Regions from separate parts of the Rattus norvegicus genome. Here region 2 is linked to region 1. The links are chromatin contacts, called in public Hi-C maps. All regions are on one chromosome and are shown on one strand. Each heading gives the region's core, a stretch centred on a gene start, on an enhancer-like site or on the middle of the called end of the contact. The rest is flanking DNA. Distances are from core to core; before and after follow the strand shown.

Region 1 (2,841 bases), core at 233-2,732:
GACAGGAGACTATAGGACATGACTAGGAGAAGAGGAAGGAGGAGAAACTGCATTAGAGATGTAGTATATAAGAGAATAAATAAAAAGAAAGCAAAAAATTAATGACATTTATAAACTACTTCACATTCTGAATTGATGGCAACTTGTACAAAGGCCAGCTTACCTCCTCTGACCTGAAGAGTTCGTCATATTAGTTCATAGTTGGACTTTCTTAGACTCATCAGCAGTATAAATAATGAAACAGATACATTTAACATAGTTTAAAGATTAGGCCTCTTGCCTGGATAGTCTACCAGCTAGATCATCTAACTCAGCCCAATTATCTTCTTGTATCAAGCCACATGGCTCGCTCTATACCTATCTCTCTGCCCTGTTCTGGTCCATCTGTTCTCCGTGATTGCTCTCGGAATCTTTCTATCTGCTTGCTTCTGTCACTGCCTGGAAGTTCCACCCTCTATTTCCTGCCCATCTATTGGCCATCAGATCTTTATTTCAACCAATCAGAATCTCTGATGCAATTCAAGATTGCATCTAAGCCTAGAGGGTTATCTGACCTTTAAGTATCTCAGCACGTGTGGAAGGACAAGTATTTACAAATATGAGGCCTGTGATGGGCTATTGGAATGACATTAACAATATACTGCCAGCATTTAGCTATCTGCTGGTGAAGAATTAACAGTTGAAAACACAATGTGAAGAAAAAAATTACCCCAACAGGACTCCTATTTAAAAGGAAGATGTCAGACCCAAAGGTTGAGGTCCATTAGCAAAGGTTTAAACAGAAGCTGCAGCCTTGACCCAACCTAACACCGAGATTATACAAGGATGAAAATTTACTAAATCTCAAAACATCTAGACAGGTGTAAGGCTAGAAGTGAGTCTTAGCTACCAGGAGATCCCCCCTCCCCCCAAGTGAGATGCGCTAACAGAGCAGAGGTTCAATACAAACGCAAGAGGTTTATTTTTCTGGCACATTGGGGGTAGACCCTCAAACAACACCTTTTAGTGAGTAACCTTGTGACCCCAAATGGCTATAACAAGCAGTTTTTATATGTTTTAGGGGTACAGGTTAAATCAGCAAGTTTACAGTTTAAACTTATTGCCTAAGCATATTGACCTTTGAATCTATTGGCTAGCAAGCATAGGACATGCATTTGAACTCTATCTGGGACCAGAGGGTCAGGTGACTATCAGTCAGTACATTCTGTGGTTTTTCAAGAATGTTCCTGCTCTTCCTGAGAACTGTGGGTGGAGAACGGAACTTGGTCTAGCCTTGACTGGAGGTGGTGGGTGTAAGGCTGGCAAAAGTCCTTCAGTATCAAGAATTCATGACATGGAAAATTTAAAATGACCAGAGGAGACTCTCAGGCACTTTTGGGCACTTGGAACCATGACAAGTCTTCATTAGAGCAACGAGTTCCATTCCTAACTTGCCAAACTACTCAGTTGAAATGGTTTAATAGCTCCTTTGTAGAACCAGTTCTCATCATAGGGTAGAAGCATGGCTATGTTGACGGTGTCTTCCAATCTGAGGACTTGACTTGTGAACTGTTTGAAGAAGGCTGCCAGAACTCAGGTGAACTGCTCATTGATGTATTTTACAGTAACTTGGGTGTCATGCAACCTCTGCTCTTCCAGCTTTGAAAGCCCAAGTATAATTTTTGCATTTTCTTTTTCATATCTTACAAACTATATTAAACTGAAGTCTATTTTTTTCTGATATTAAAATGGTTATCCTGTTCCAATTTAGCTACCAAGTTAGTGGACTATCCTTTCATTTCTCAACCTATGCAAGTATGTACCCCAAAACTTACTCTTGCACCAAGTACAATGTTGGGTCCTATTTGTCTTCTCTTTCCAAGTTTTTAATTCTTTTTTTATGTAGGTCTTTAAACTTTGGAGGTCAAGTCATTTAATTTCTGGTAAAGAAGTACTTATTGGAATTTTCTCTTAGTGTTTTAAATGTTTTACAATGTTTCATCCTCAAATGTCTCTATTACTACCTTCTTTCATGTTTGTTTCTTGTAGTAATATGTTTTAACTTAATTTCTCTTTTGCATATTCCACAGGTATCTGCTTTATAGTCACCATGAGGATTAAATATAACATCTGAAAGTTCTAATTATACATTTAAATACGATTCCAATTTAAGAGCAATTCCAGTAAACAAAAGAATTCCTGCAGCTCTACCCTCCCCACTTTATGCTAGTTTAAAAATATGATATCATCTTTGGAATATTCAGGACAGATCTGTAGTTCTTTACAATGCCAGTTCTTCTGTTTTACTGTTTACAAAAACTACAAGACAGAGTTCTAACACACATGACCTTTATTCTGTATGCCTTTATAATTCTCCTTATCAAAGAACCTTATTCATATGTCTTGAGTACCTGATTATTAATCTGTTTATTATTCGCTTGTTTCAATTCAAAGGATTGTCCTAAGTTTTATTTATTGGGAAATGATTTAATTAATCCATCCAGTTTTGAAGGATCACTTTTGGGGAGGTGGGTGTAGACAAATTGGCTTGACAATTTTCTCATTCCAGCACCTTGAATATAGTTTCCTATTGACTTCTGCTGTCCCTGTTTGCTGTTGAGAAATACCCTGATAATTTTATTAGGTCAGAAAAGTTTACTTTGCATTTCTTTTGCTGCATTCCAAACTCTATTTAAATTTTGGAAACTTATTTAGCATGTTTTAGCTTGGGAATTCCTTAGTTATAGTTCTTGAAACTAGCTGTTTGAATTTCTATATTTATAACTTATATCAAATCCATGCATCTAGGCAGCTATGTATCTATTCATCTATGTGTGTGTGTTTGTCTGTCATCTGTCTGTC
Region 2 (2,805 bases), core at 61-2,560, 540 kb before region 1:
TCCGTCTTCCCCCCTTCTCTACCCTCATGGCTCTGCTCCCATGATTCTGCCTCTACCCCCTCTCCAGGTCCTCACTGCCTTCTGCTCTCCCAAGTAAATATCAGATCTGTTGCATGCCATGATTTCTCAGGGAGACATCTTGGCATGGGCTCACCATGTATGCCTCCCCGTCCCTCCAGCTGCATTGTATTTTATAACAATGGCCTTTACCCCTTATAAATCTAAGAACGTCATTTCAAGATCCAGCTAGTCTAGAACGTTCTAAGCTGTGACAAGAATGTACCCGTGCGACTGGTTTCCAGTCGAGGCAGAGTGAGGAATCCTCTTGTCTTCTACAATGCTTTTTCTGCTTACAGTGGGGTTTTGCAATCCCCCATGTACTGCTAATCTTAGACCATCCTTCCTACAGCATCTTTTGGGACAGACAACCCGTCTGTCCTACTTTGTAATGAACCACTACAGGATAAGAATCATCTCCAGCACCGAACAGCCATTGTTATAGCCACATGAAAATGAGAAGTAATTGCAGAATGACGAGATCTGTGTGCTGTCCATGGATTTCCCCAGACCTCAGCTAACACAAAAAGTGAGAATAATGAAGCATGATAGAGAACGAGAAAGAAAAGAGGAAGAGGGGGAAAGTTGCCATTTTGCTTTGAGGGTTCAGGAAGATTTTCCCATCACTTTTCATTTCATCTCCTAAATCAATTTGCCTGGCTGGAGTCAGGGAGGGTCTGAGATGCACACCATGGTGGCAATGAGCCTGCTGTATTGCCAGCTGCTGGACTCGCTGATAGAATTGTCCTTGATGTTCAGAAATAAAGAAAAAGGCAGAGACTGACAGAGAGCGAGTGCGAGGAAGGCTCCTGCAGGGACAGTGTTATAACCCGCTGAGGAGACTCCCCGTGGAGCCATGAGCTGTGTGCAAATGGCAGTCAGTGTGTGCTTTGAAGCCTCCAGCCTTGGGAACTTCAAACAAGGAGAGGACAGACGGATGATCTATGGGAAATTAATATCTAACAGGTTTAAAAACTGCTTTTCCTGTCACCTTAATCTCCTGCCTGCTCACTGACAGTATTTACTCTCTGCACATACTGAACATTTAATACAACAGAGGTTCCTACACCTTTAATTTTGCTAAAGCAGAAAGCCTTACATTTCAATACACTCCGTTTTAACTCTTTTCCTTTTCTTCACTTTGAAGTGTTCCTTTGTCTAGGTTTTGCTAAGCTCCCTAGGGAGCAGAGGAGCGAGGGAGGTTTGAGGAGAGTGCTGGGTTAGCAGAGTACTTCCTCTGCCCTGGTGGCTCATCAGTCACCCTTGGATGTTTATGAAGTGGTTGTTTGAGATGGCAGGATGGGGTCATGATTCTGCCCTCTGTCCCTACTTGGCTATAAACGCATATTTACCTGCATCTATTAACCTCATTTGACAGCTAGAGTACTTTAGTTCACTTTAGTGTATACGTAGGAAGGATTTGAGATTCTACCCATTCATCTATCCATCCCTCCTCCCACTGATCCAGCCATCTGATCTTGGACTCAGAGCTTGGGCCCCAGTATCCCTAACAAGCTAGTCTCAAACATCCATCTTTGACAGAGAGTTAAACAGACAATAAATGTAGAAAGCAAAACAAGGAGATTCATTCAATGGAATCAAGTTGGGGAAATCTTTTGAGGTTCTGACATAAAGCGTAAGGACAGAGCAAGTGGTATGCATCGCTAAGCACTGGACAAAGTATAGCTCACCTATGGTATTGTCTAGGCTGCGGTCTCTACTGAGGGTCTGCAAAGTTGTTAGAATTATGTGACACCTCTTTCTGGGAGACAAGCAGTCCCTAAGGCTAGTAGTACAGAGCCAGACTTTCCCCCTTTTTCCTTCTAACAGCATAAGATTTCTACGGAAATTTCAATTTCGTGGAGTCTACTATTTCAATAGCAAACGGGAGGGTCACAGTGTTTCTTTAGAATATACTATTTTTCTAATCAGGATGGTTACATATATGTCATCTGTTTGTCTGTCCATCCATCCATCCATCTAGCTACCTATTCAGACACGTACTCACTAATTTTTTTTTTACATTTTATTTTTTTTTATTAACTTGAGTATTTCTTATATACATTTCGAGTGTTATTCCCTTTCCCGGTATCCGGGCAAACATCCCCCTCCCTCCTCCCCTTCCTTATGGGTGTTCCCCTCCCAACCCTCCCCCCATTGCCGCCCTCCCCCCATCACTAATTTATCCATCTCTCATCCACATGATGATAGATCCATTTATTCATCTACTTGAATATTCAGGCTTATGGTCAACTTTACATACTTATATTTACAGTATTTTTAATTATAATTCATCATTCTTCTCCTGTTTCCCATCTTCAATTCCTCCCAGGTCTCAAATATATATATCCCAGTACCTATAGTGGTATATGGCTATATGTATGATTTCAGGGATGACCACTTGGTACTGGATAACCAAGCAGGGGCCTCTTCCCTGAGAAAGATAATTTTTTCTCACCCTCAGCATTCATTAGATGCCTATAGTTCATTGTGTAGAGTTGAGGTCCCATGAGCTTTTCCTCTTATTTGTTAGCACATCTATGGTATCATTCTTGTTCACATCTTACTTGGGAAGCTATGCTGATGAGACATCATGGGTGTATAACTCCTCTAACATTTATAGGAGACATAACATTACAACAAACTTCATGTTCCTCTGGCTCATGCAATCTTTCTGCTCCCTCTTCCAGAACAATGCCCGAGCCTTAGATGCAGGAGTTGCATTGTAGATGTTTCCACTGGAATTGG

The links. A called contact is a pair of places that touch in the nucleus more often than the background predicts.
Region 2: a Hi-C map of liver shows a contact between it and region 1, with 9 times the contacts expected there. The contact joins two enhancer-like sites. A contact is called at or near these places in 2 of 12 Hi-C or Micro-C datasets (both in liver).

What each region holds. Positions count from the first base shown.
Region 1 is chr8:35,588,297-35,591,137 of GRCr8, reverse strand. No RefSeq gene overlaps it. Among named protein-coding and RNA genes, the nearest start is that of Ntm, 470 kb to the left of the region's middle. Within about 2 kb of position 1,482, at least 1 of the 93 cell types and tissues checked has an H3K27ac peak or open chromatin away from gene starts, as enhancers often do. A contact at or near this core is called in liver, where this site is marked.
Region 2 is chr8:36,129,791-36,132,595 of GRCr8, reverse strand. It overlaps a transcript of Ntm not described here. Among named protein-coding and RNA genes, the nearest start is that of Ntm, 69 kb to the right of the region's middle. Within about 2 kb of position 1,310, at least 6 of the 93 cell types and tissues checked have an H3K27ac peak or open chromatin away from gene starts, as enhancers often do. A contact at or near this core is called in liver, where this site is marked.